2 separate regions of the Sus scrofa genome follow, and region 1 is linked to region 2. The links are chromatin contacts, called in public Hi-C maps. All regions are on one chromosome and are shown on one strand. Each heading gives the region's core, a stretch centred on a gene start, on an enhancer-like site or on the middle of the called end of the contact. The rest is flanking DNA. Distances are from core to core; before and after follow the strand shown.

Evidence for each region. A called contact is a pair of places that touch in the nucleus more often than the background predicts.
Region 1: a contact with region 2 is called in a Hi-C map of fetal skeletal muscle, with 2.2 times the contacts expected there. The contact joins two enhancer-like sites. A contact is called at or near these places in 2 of 5 promoter capture datasets (fetal liver and liver), 1 of 47 Hi-C or Micro-C datasets (fetal skeletal muscle) and 1 of 2 datasets of contacts at active chromatin or transcription factors (skeletal muscle).

What each region holds. Positions count from the first base shown.
Region 1 is chr2:96,633,789-96,640,219 of Sscrofa11.1, reverse strand. No RefSeq gene overlaps it. Among named protein-coding and RNA genes, the nearest start is that of MEF2C, 420 kb to the right of the region's middle. Within about 2 kb of position 3,794, at least 5 of the 83 cell types and tissues checked have an H3K27ac peak or open chromatin away from gene starts, as enhancers often do. A contact at or near this core is called in fetal skeletal muscle, where this site is marked.
Region 2 is chr2:96,288,635-96,295,171 of Sscrofa11.1, reverse strand. It overlaps LOC102159394 (a long non-coding RNA gene), which reads right to left. Exons shown (of 6, transcript XR_002341810.1): 2 at 1,529-1,639. It also overlaps a transcript of MEF2C not described here. Among named protein-coding and RNA genes, the nearest start is that of MEF2C, 75 kb to the right of the region's middle. Within about 2 kb of position 3,926, at least 2 of the 83 cell types and tissues checked have an H3K27ac peak or open chromatin away from gene starts, as enhancers often do. A contact at or near this core is called in fetal skeletal muscle, where this site is marked.

The DNA.
Region 1 (6,431 bases), core at 2,545-5,044, 350 kb before region 2:
ACACGGAATAACCTTGGTTTTCTTCCTATCTCCTCAACCATACTTTCTCCAATAACTTTCCTCTTCCCATTGTGCCAGTGCCAATGTGCCTAAAGAACGGACTTTTTAATCAGGATCAAATACAGATTTCGGGTTGACACATGAGGGGAAGCAGTCTGCTTTATGTTGTCAGAACTTCACCGTCAACCAATTCCTCAAAATCTTATTGAGCTGGTTCTGAGGTTTTCTAAAATCAGGCAAAATAAAACATTGTCATAATCTTACTTAAGGGCATTTTTTTTTTTTTTGGAAAAGTGTGTATATGTGCACGTGCGCACACATGCAAACACAAAACAGTCACAGGCAGACTCAGGCACACTAATCAGCGTTTTTCAATCCAGAATACATCTATTATATTGTAATATTAAGCACTAACATGAGAATGTGTGAAATATGATAGAAATAATATTTATTCTCTAAGTTCCATTTCTTGCCTTAGAAACAGTTAAGGAAAAATGCAAGGTTAGTGAGAGATTATGAGTATCAGAAGAGAATTAATTTAGTACAGCAAATAAATTGCCGTGAATAAGAAACCTTCTTTCTCAGCCCATAGGATTGTCTTGCAAGATTTGAAAGAGTAGTCTTCCAGGGAGACAAAGCTATCGGTTCGTGCAGTTTTCCTTTTTCACACACAGAGGGAATACAAAACATTGTCCTAAATAACTTTTTCCACCAAGTTATAGCTATCATCAGCTACAAACTTGTTCACATGCTTTGAAAGTTCTGAATGCTGATCCTGCTTCCCTGCTCTTCACCCAGTAAGCTCCTTGGAGGTGTTCCGATTATTTGGCCTCCTCTGAGTTCTAATTTCTGAGTGCCCTGAGTGCATACTATTATGTTAAATGCCATCTTATTGCTAGGAGGAACAAATTGATCATGAAGCTATCCATGAGAGGTTGCAAGATGTGTTGGGTCAGATAAGGGGAGAGCTGACTGAAACATCCTTTCTGCGTGACATCAGGTGTAGAGCTCCTCTTAGCCATCATGTGATATTAAACTAAATATAGGTTTATGCTAAAGCAGATAATACTTTTTATCCTTACATAGCTAAGTGGTGGCAGCAACCAATATTTTAAGAAAACTATCAAAGAAAGCACTGAATTGGAAAAAAATAGTATCTATTCTCCCAGTGGACTGGGAAAATGTTAACTATAACAATAGAACACATTAATACGGCTTGAGGAAAACTTTCTGGAAAGGAGCTTGCAAACTTCTATGTTAGACTGCAAAGTAATAAAGCTATAAAATATAAGAGATGGAACATGGCTTATACATTATTTAGTCTAACCCTTTAATTTTTCAGATGTGAAAAATGAGACTTAGATAATTTGGGTGAATTTCCAGGTTATGTAACTAGATATAACAGAACCAGAACTCAAGAACACGGGCATTCTGATGGCACAATTTTCCTTACTCAACCGTGTCTTTTGTCTTCCACTTACATGGATTTTTTTTTAAAAACATCCAAAAAGTATGAAAGGATTTTTCAGGTTTCATGAGAAAAATGTTGAAGTTCTGGATTGTCACTAACAGATAGCTGATTTACCATCTTTTTTTCCTGGCCCTGAGCCAACTATCCCAATAAATTTTACTGAAAGAAAATAAAAGCTGTTGCTCAGAAATGATCTTTAAAATTCAGAGGCTTGAAAAACATTAGAATTTCACTAAAAATTACGTAAACAAAACTCTTTTAATAGCTTTCAAAATCAACATCTGAACAAATAATTCATTGAGCTATTATATGACCTACAGGCTAACAGGTAAATATTTGGTATTCAAGAGGCAATAATTTAAGTTGGAAATATAAATGTATTTTAGAAAATCTGATTTTTTGAGATCTTGGTATCCATTAATTTTCGCCATTTTTGTGTATTTCAAATACCCCAGAGTTTAATGGTAGTATTCACAAACTTATTTACTTGCAGTTCTGCCTTCCCTTGAGGCATTTCTAAGTGCCCAAAACTATTAATAAGGATGAATAAATAGACACAAATGAGCTTCTTTTCAGTCATTTACAATTTAGTCTACTATGTGCTAATCCTGTATCCTCCGTTAATCAACCCCCAAACACAGTCTTCCATTGTGCTCAGCAGAGATGAGGCATATGTGGTGGAATTCAGTCAAAATATTAATTTAGACATTTGGGAACCATCACCTTCTTGAGAAAACTATCAGGTAAAATACATTCATTTTCAGCCAAGCTAAATTCCCATGTCCATGAATTGCACAACCCTGTTAAAGTCAGTAAGTGTCAAAGTCTTGAGCTATGGACTAGACAACATTGCCCAATAACCACAATTAGGGTTTCCAGCATCTGCTGTTCCTCTTTTACAAATCTGAATTCTTCTTCCTATGCTATCTCTTACATACATTATTCATGCTGATGTTGAAATACTGACAATTTACAAGGAGAGTTCAGGAGTTTTGTGTAGCCCTGGAAATCACTGCCCAAATAACAGAAAGAAAACTTACCCCAGGAAATTATCTCATAAACGTTCTTGAAACCCCATTTTTTTATGGTGTGCTCTTAGAAAAAAATTTACAGAATATATTTTGTTAAATCTTTGGCTTGTCCTAAACTCTAAAACTAGATTTTAACCCTCAGTTTCAAGTTCCTTCACTGACTTGCCCTGATTTTACTTCCCTTTTTTCATCCAATCCATGTTTGTCTCTTAATCAGTTAAATCTACCTACATCGCAATCATCTCTCTTGCTCTTGGCCTTCATTCTTATTTACACTTGAAATACTTTACCAGCATTAAGAATCACCTTTTCCCCTTGATTTACAGAACTCTCAAGATAGAATTTAATGTAATTGATATTTAAATGCAATGATTATTTCCACTATTCCACTTTATATTCTTCAGGAAATTTAATTCATTTCCCCTTTGCTCTTTATAACACCAAAGCAAAACAAACAAACAACAACAACAAAACTGAGATGAAAGCTCACACAACATGTAAATCAGTCATAAAAATAAATACCAAGCACCTTCAGACCTTTAGTCTGAAAGAAAAAAAGAGAAGATCTAGTGAAACAAAACTTTTAAAATATTTTTGTTTATTCAAAAGATTTGTTTGGTTTTTATAGAAATCTTTTTATAGAACTCTAAATATTACTGTTTTGTATAAAACTATATGTCTTCTCTGATTCAGAAATCAAGCAATTTTTTAGATTACCAATAAGAAAATTAGATATGAGAGGGACAAATTTTTCAGGACCAATTGAAATTTTGAGCAATATACATTTTCGAAAACTAAGGAAACGATATAATTGTTTAAATTATGCATTCAATTAATATTTACAAATATGCAAAACTCATTACAGAGGAGATAGGAAGTCCAGGTACAGATTATCAGTTTTTGGTTAAGTACTATGTGTACATCTTACATCACTCTTAAAATGACTCCTATGGGTAACCCAAGATCTCTGGCAGAATCAAAAGATTCTCCGCAATGTATTTTCTTGAAGGTTGTAATGAATCAACTTTTGGATTGAGAAAGAAGTTGACTTGTTGATTCATTGATATATTACTAAAGCTAACTCCCAGGAATCTCTAAAAGTGTTTTTCACCTTAAGTTAAGCAAAGTTTAGAAGGCATTCTAATGTTTTCATCCACTCCTTCTATGCAGACCACATTTGTTTTCTGTATAATCCTTTTCTCCCTCCTAACAACAGGTGTAACACTGCTTAGCGCCCATTAGTCTAATGCTATTCTTAACTAAAGTTACTAAATTGCCTCTAAGAGAAGCACTAGAGGGGGCCAAAGGGTAACTCCATGTGGAGTATTCCATTGGCCTGCCCAACTTCTTAACCATTCAGTACTTACTAAAATACACTTAAAGTAATCAATCAGATGATCAACTAACCCAAAAGCTCATTGATAATCTACTACATATAAGGCATTAGAGGCAATTTTTTGAGAATACAAAGAAATAAGTTACCAGCAGAGGATTTGACATTGCTACATTGACTCCCCTCAAGCAACAGTCAAGGGTTCATGATATGCAGCAATTTGTAATTTTGCTGAGGCATGAAATTGAATTACATGTGTCAAGAGGCCGGTCTCTAGCAGGAATCCTTTAGTTAGACTGTGCTTACATGACTGGCTCACAGTGGTTTAGATATTCTCTACTTGTGGTCAAGTTACCATGCAGTAATTCTCGTGACATGATAAAAAAAAATTTTTTTTCTTTGTGAATACTTTTCCTGAAAATAAAGTCAGTTGCTAGTTCTGGTGATGAAAGTAAAGTGGAAGGAAAACTATCCCAGAAAGATATGGTTCTAATCCAGAAAAGAGCAGTGTATGGAGACAACTGCATGCTAAACTCATGAATTTGGAACTGTGGTATCTCTCATGAATACTGAGGGTCTGCCATATAAAATAAAATACTCATCTTCAAGCATCATTTAGAAAAACCTAACATTCTTTGTCAAGTTACCTTCTTACAACAGATATTGTCTACAGATCACTGCAGACATGAATACCATTGTAATTACATTTTAAGAGCAGGACATCCATACTACTTATATTTTGCTAAATACTGTACAGAAAATTTACCACAGTGCTTACTTTTCCACTGTAAAAATATTGGATTTTTTTTTTTTTTTTTTTTTTTTTTTTTTGGCCAGGTGCTGGGGGTAGAAGGGTGATGGTGGCGATGGAGTTGTTTTCTTGGTTTTAGGTCCTAGCTAATATAGCTTAGGTTAAAATAACGCTAAGAATCAGAAATACCTATTCAAATTAATTACGGCAACTGATAATATTGACCTGAGCTAAAACAACTCCATAGGAAAGTGGGATTTGATATATTTTCTCCTGTTGTCTTAAACATCCTTTCTAGGTAAAATAAGCCTAGAAACAGTTTTTGAAGCCCAGAACATGATGATGATATACATGATGTTGCACAATGGGAAGTATATGGCATATCTTGGCCACCTGTCCCTTACAAAGATCAAGGTCCATCTTTTCAGCTTCTGGCAGCTGTTGTTTTCCATCCTCCTTTCTTCCTGCTGCTGGCTGTAGATGTAGCAATCCAGAGTCTCCTAACCTTAGACTGCTACTGTTTGTGGTACTTGCCCTTACTATTTTCATTTTAAGTGGGTTGCTTATGTTCTTTCTCAAACTTGTACAATAATGCTCCCAATAAGGATTGAAAATCCAGTGCTTGACTTCTTGAATATAAAGCTTCCTCTTTCCCTCTTTTCCCACAGAAAATAGGGGGAAATAGGGATAAAGGAAGTAGGAAAGAAACAAGTCATTTATCTCCTCAACTTTGCAAAGTACTTTTTGAAAATGAGAATTCTTTGTATTTTTAAAATCCTCTCCACCCATTAGCCTCAACACTACATTGCTGCTATACTTACACCTCGCTCGTTATGTATTTACTTTTTATATAACTAAGCAGCACCCTGTCATAAATGAAATATTCATGCAAAAAAAAAACCTGCTCAAAATGCATTTATAAAAAGAACATATAAAAACTACCATCTGCTCCCACTCCTAGCAAGCCCTCAGATACCCAAGTGTAAGCCCTCTGATTCCACAGAGAGGTAAGGCAATGTGTCCGTGATGTATTCCTGAAAGCCAAAACTTCAGAGTTTGTATTAAGATGGATCTATGTGCTCCGGCCATCAAAATGCTTAGATCAACATGATGAGCTTAGATATTGCACATAATGAATTCACATGCTAGCATATTACAATGGGTAGTCATACCCGGTCATGTTGTACTTAAATGAGCTGAAACCCTTCTGGGAAGTTGTGAAAGCACTTTGAAGTCTGTTGATACCACAGTACTTTAGAGTATGCATTGCTTTAAGGAAAGTTGTCCAGACATCCCAGGACTCCAAACTGAAGTGCAGGCACCTGGACATGTTACTGTTCCCAATTCAATTAAGAAATGAGGGATATTTGTAATCTACTTAGGGCATCTGACTACTCATACTTGGAGTATTACCACTGATAATAACATGATTTTCTCAGTAGTTTAATTTCTCTCAAGTGGTAATTTGTACCTTTATAAGTTCTATGAACAGTTACTTTCCATAACCTTTCCTTCCTAACCCAGCACATCCGCACCTTGCTCAATGTTCAGTGCTATTCACTCTGAACTCTGGATATGGAATTTGGGGTTTTTTCCCCCTGAGTCAATTGGAATTAAATCCACCTGCAAATGACCAAAAGCAAAATAACAGTGGGATAAACAAGAAAAGAGTTTGTTTTTCTCTCATAGGAAAGATATCCAGAGGCAAGCAATCTCTATACATAGTAGTTCCAGGATCTGCAGAAAACCAAGCTCCTTTTTCTTGCTGCACCATCACCCCCAGTGTTATGAATTAAGATTGAAGATGGCTTCCTCAGTTCCAGCCACTCCCTGGCATCCAAATAG
Region 2 (6,537 bases), core at 2,677-5,176:
ATAGGATATGCTTCAAAAAATTAAAGTATATTTTATTTTTAAAAAGGAATATATTGTGGTTTCAAATTGCTATTTTTATGTGATATTTTGTCACCTTCTTTATATTGATTCTGGCGCCTGAGTAACCATGGTCACTGAATTTTTTAGATAACTTCACTGGTCTCTTAAAGAATGAGTATGTATTCCATGCACTTGATAATTTTTTTTAATTTATTTGGAATGTTAAATGTTATATTCCTAAAGAATCAATGTACTTGATTACAAAAATGACGATTATTTGCAAAACTGAAAAACACTCAAGTCAATTTCAGAATTATATTTGTTAAGTTTTTATGTGCAATTCCACTGGCTATAATTATAATTCTGTTTGTCATTTACACTAATTATACTTATATGTAATATAAAAGCTTATTCCAAATTATTTTTTATGACTCTCATAACTTTTTAAGTGTGACTTAACCTTTTAAAAATGATATCAGGTATAGTTAAAATATTTCTAAATAACTAAAATCTATAATTTTAATCCCACCCTAAATGGTGGGCTTAATCTAAAATTCCAAGATATTTTCTTTTAATCATGAGAAGAAGCTTTAATTCCTAGTTCAACATGCAGCTACATACTTGTCCTTTCTGATAAACCTTCAACTTTTACTTCAGGAAAATATCTATGCCAACTCCCGCAATGTATGGGGATGGTTTCTTTAAATAAATCTTAGTCAGAAACTGTGGCTTAAATTTGCAATGACTCATATGTACCCTAAAAGTTTAATATTAAAACACATAAACTTTAAGCATTATTTGCAAAAATCTTCATTTATTAAGGACAGCTTATAGTGGAGAAAAAATTAATTATTCTTCCCTTTCACAAAAACATTTTGTTTACCTCATAAATTCATAGAGATACTCATAGGGAAAGTATCAGCTCTCCAAAAAACCAACTTCAATAAATTACATTCTGAACATCAATTTATTTAATTTCAAGACAAAGAAGTTTCCAGCTAAAATGGTTTACTTGTAAGTATTTAAAGAAACAAAAATATTTTGGCAGCTTTATATGTATCTCCTCATTGACCAGCCACCTGACTGACAGCTGTCAACTGTCTGTGGGCCAAATGTAACCCAGTAAAGATAAAAATTACATATTAGTCATCCCTGTTGATAATACCTGGTGCCAGTAAGTTTTCAAATAGGAATAACTAGACAGTAGATATAAAGAAGTAAAAGAGGAATCATTTCAACTGGGTATCATGCCTCCTTTGTCACTAACTTGTTTCCCCTTACTTTTCTTATTTATCTCCTTTCCCCCAATGCCCGTATCTCACACCTAAAAAGAGTTAATTTCCTTAAGGGAACTTCAGACATATGTAACAAGTATGTGTCCATGAAAATACTGGGTAGCCAGGTAACACTGGCCACACATATTTTTCAATCAAATCTTTTAAGCTCATGAAATTTTTGAAAGAGTCTTTGAAGCTTTCAACAACTCATTTTAAAGAAAATGAAACAAAAGCACAAAAATGAAATTTACCCAAGGTCACCAATGTGAGGATGTGGATGCAGACTTTGATCTGTATTGCAACTTCATATCCAGTGATTTTTTTTTTTTTTTCTGGTAGACTTAAACATGTAGACTGTCAAGCTATAAGTAAAAAAGAGCACACGGAATTAGTGTGAGTTACATTCCTTTGGAGAACCATTTTCAGTTACCAAATTTAATACCTTACAAGAGAGATACAATTTTACCATGGCATATTAAAATATTATTTGTAAAAAGAGCATAAATACATTAAAATATCTACGGTATAAATTCTTTTTTAGATTCTCTTTACCATTGAAACTGACTTCTAAGCTGAAAATATTTATGGTGTATATGAAGAAGAAATAAAAAGTAATCAATGGAAGCATATGTGTTTAGAAGTTGAATGCAAAAATGAAAACCTCAGGTTGAAAATTTTTTTGAAATATTATGGAATAATTAAAAATACCAAATATACCAAGGCATAAGCACAAGTATAATACCCAAGTGCAGAATATATTAAAAAGTTCATATTACTGACTCAACAGCTAGCTTGTGAGTGTATGTGTGTTCATTACTAAACCTCTCTGGACCCCAGAGTCTTCATCAGCAAGTGTTTCCTAACAGCTCAGAAATTCTATAACCCAATAATCCTGTATTAATAAAAGTATCTGGTATTTATTCAAATAATGATTAATAATATAATAAATACTTTATATTGCTATAACTTGATAATGGTGCACAACATACAGATTCAATCAAGGTCATGAAAATATATTCAAATTAATATTTAATTTTTTCTGACCCTTCAGAAAAGAAATTGTTTAGTAGATATCTACCACATTCTGAATTTAAAATAATTTATGTTAACCCTGGGCTTTGGAGCAATATTTGCCTGTGAGAATGTTCACTTTAAAATCCAGACATGCAGGGGTTCCCATCGTGGCTCAGTGGTTAACGAATCCGACTAGGAACCATGAGGTTGCAGGTTCAATCCCTGGCCTTGCTCAGTGGGTTAAGGATCCCGCGTTGCCGTGAGCTGTGGTGTAGGTCACAGACGCAGCTTGGATCTAGCGTTGCTGTGGCCGCTGGCAACGGCTCCAATTAGACCCCTAGCCTGGGAACTTCCATATGCCTGCGGGTGCGGCCCAAGAAAAGACAAAAAGACAAAAAAAAAAAAAATCCAGACATGCAAATGAATTTTTTTAAAAAAAAAGAAAGAGAGGGGAGCTTAAAACATTAATATAGGATAGGGGAGGAAATTATGGGCAGAGTTTCCCTGCAAGGAATTAGTCTAAAATCACCTCCAACAGCTCCATGATACCATTTAGCAGCTAAATTATATATCTAAATTTACAAATAAATTTCTATTACATTTAGTCCAAATCAACATTAGTCATTAATCAGCAAACCATTTAACAATATGAAATAACAGTATGCAAATCAATTGCAAGCAAAATAATCAGTAAATAATATCCATTTCTAACAACTGGGAAAGACAGAGGTGTCAAAGCAAAATATGAAAAATTACAAGACTTTCAAATAAATTCAGTCACTTCTCTGCATCTCAAAGGGGTGTTAGTGAAGGTCAATGACTTGTCCCTCATCTGCCTTTGAAGGATCATGAATGCTTTCTCCTTAGCGTTGAAGACTGACTGCTGTCCAAAGAACACCAGAGCAGAAGTAGGCAGCTTGGCTGTAGTCTCCTTTTCACTGCTTAGTAATTTTATAACTGGAAACAAGTCATGCAACCTCTGTGAGGCTCCTGAATGGATGAGACTCTTTACTGGGCTGTGTGTAAATCATAGAAAAGGAAGTTTTCGTTACCCAGTAGAAGGAGTTTCCTCTGCCGCCTTTGAAATCCCAAGAGGACTCTGGGCCATATTGGTGGGTTCCTGTCTGCAAAGGCATACCCTGCCTCTCCCTACTGCTCTAAGTAGACTATCACATCAGCATTTCGAATAATTAAAACACCAATATTAACCTATGAAATTAGAGAGCAAAACAAAATCACTTTGTAATACACTACAGACCAGCTGGCCATATTTTTCCCACTTGGGCACCCTGGTTACAAAACAAGAAAGCTCTTACCCTCAAAATGATATTACCACACATAGCTTTGAACTTTTCAGTGCTCTATAAGCCTAAGCTGACACAAAGGACTTCATGGTTATTTAATGTTTTTGGTTTTATAAAATAGGAGAAAAATTTTTAATGAAAAAAACCTTCACTACACTCACTGCTGTGAGCCAGCACGTGAATATATTTGTTCATGTCAAAGAAACACTGGAACAAGAATTGGGCACAGCAGAGAACCCCTAATGTGAGGTGTTAAAAATATCTGGATCCAAGAGAGGTTAGTGGCAGCAGCTGGGTATGGAGAGAGGTTAAAGGCTGGGAATGTGGATCACCGTGTTGCCTGGGATGCCAGTGTTGTGAAGGCCCCTCGTGACTGCTCAGCAGATAGAGGTAATTGCAAGGTCATAAGGAACACTGGTATTGACTGAAAGACTCTTTCATGAAAAGCCACATATCCTAAGTGATCAAGAACAATGCTAGTCCTGGCTGCAGGGCTCCTAGGCTCACCGCAGCCAGCAATCACTGAGTGCACGTGTTTGTGGGCCAACTGTCACTAAGGTAGAGGTTCCTGGATCCAGAGCCTATTTTACAGGCTGGGATTCTGAGATCCAAGGAGCATATTCCACCCAAGAAAAAATAAGCACTACTCCTTAGAGAAGTGAAGATGAAGAAGTGTACAGAAATTTAAGAGAATTGGGTCCCTACATTATCACTTTTCCAACTACAATGGGCAGAATACATGTGGTATGTCTTAAAATATGAACCAAGACCAGCAATGGAAAAATTCGTGCCATTCTGAACTCTCATTCTTACTGTTTGGAAAGGCATTCACTAACTTACAAGTTCCACAAAGCTTGTTGAGTTGGGAGAACAGGAATGAATAATGGAGAAAAGGTAGAGTTACAGAATTAGGACTTTGCAGATTTTGTGCTTACCCCTGCACTAAGGCAGTGGCTTGCAAACAAAACATACATAAGAAACAACAGAGAAGCTAGTTAAAATGCAGATTCCTGCAATTGTGGCTCAATGGCCCTGAGGCGAGGCCCAGGAATCTGAATCTGAGGCACTCTGATGAAGTGTTCCCTGTGCTGGATTGTTCCATCCTCACTAGAGCTTTCTCTTCTTTTAGAGGGTCAGTTCTCCTGCTCCTGCTAGTAGCAGACAACCAGCACTTAGGGATCTAAGGTCCTGAAAAATCAAAGTGAACATATGGATACATATGGATGTTCTATGTCCACTGTTATTTACTTTCTGATAAAATCATGCTTAGGTAGTTCATTTATTTTAATTAATTTTATGTGGATTGGCAAATGATAAGACTCACCCAGTACTAGTGACAAGCCAAAAATCATTGTCAAGCTCTACTTGAGTTTCAAGCACTAAATAGTATAGCTTGAAATATGAAAAATGGCTTGAATGACTCTTTGGGAAAGTCATGAAAAAGGAGCACAGACAAGTGTTTATTATGAGAAGTATGTATGCATGCACATTCACGTTTTAGAATACTTAATTAATCATCACTGACCTAAGGAGTTTAAAGGTTGCAGCTTAGGGATAATGTAAGGGAAACCACAGGCTTTTATTCTCCAGTGTGAGTCACTTTGTGGCTATAGACTTCATAAACTACAATCTCACAGCTATGTAAGGGTGAGGTGAGAATGTGTGGATGGAAGAACACAAATCCTTTGCAAATAGAAGATCAAAAAGATAAGCACACGCTTTATTCTCTGTGAGTTAATCATCATTGTAATCAAAGAGTAATTATAGTGATTAATAACAAAAATAATCATAGAAACTTTTCTATGACCATACTGTCTATAGCATACACCATTAATTGTTTAGAAATAAGCTCCTTTGTTAGTAGTATTTTATTTTGAAGTGATTCAGATAAATAGAAAAATATTATTAATGAAATCCTATGATTCTGAAACAGAAAAATGGAGCTTTCCCAAAGCAAAACTGATTGTTAATAACCTGTGTGTGTGTGTGTGTGCATGCATATGTGTTTTTATTGAGTTTACAAATGAAAATAAAAAATTTACAACTGAAGATAAAGAGATGGCACAGAAAAGATGAAGGAAAGAAAAGGAGAAAAGGAGGGAAATGGAAAAGATGCAAGCAAATGTATTGATTAGCTATTTAGCTATTTCCAAAGGGGTTAAAAAGAATATAAAAAATTATAAAATGTTTATTCTGTGCCCCACTATAAGGAGTGTTCAAAATCATTTACTTAGAATCATATTTCTTCATTTCTGGATAAAGTGCACTCCATTTAATATGGGCACTCCATAGTAAAAGGTTTAATGCTATCCAAGGCTGGGAAATACTTATGTGCCCCAACTTTGCACACAGGAAGATGCTTTATCAGTGATTTCACAGAGGAGATAAAGGGCAGAATGCATTTTGCCCTCCAACACTGTACCTCTCCCCAACCTTTCCAAATTCTTCCCTGAATCCAGGAAGCAACACTATCTTACCTCAGTGTTCTTATATTTCCTTCAAGGTGCTTCTGGAGAAATAATCACTAATTACACCTCTGGTAGCTTTTGGAATGAGAGCGGGGTAGCGGGTGGGGGTAATGCACAGAGGTTGAGACCAAGTAACAACACAGTAGGATGTGGCCCATGGGATATTAAACTGTGAGCCTGCTATACAAAGAAAGAATAGAAAAGGTGACCAGGAGTTCCCCTGTCCTGGCTCAGCAGAAACGAATCTGACTAGGAACCACGAGGTTTCAGGTTCAATCCCTGGCTGCCTCACTCAGTGGGTTAAAGATCCCCCTACACCATGAGCTGTGGTGTAGGTCACAGACGCGGCTTGGATCTAGTGTTGCTGTGGCTGTGGCATAGGCCAGCAGCTGTAGCTCTGACTAGACTCCTAGCCTGGGAATCTCCATATGCCGCGGGTGTGGCCCTAAAAGGCAAAAAAAATAAATAAATAAA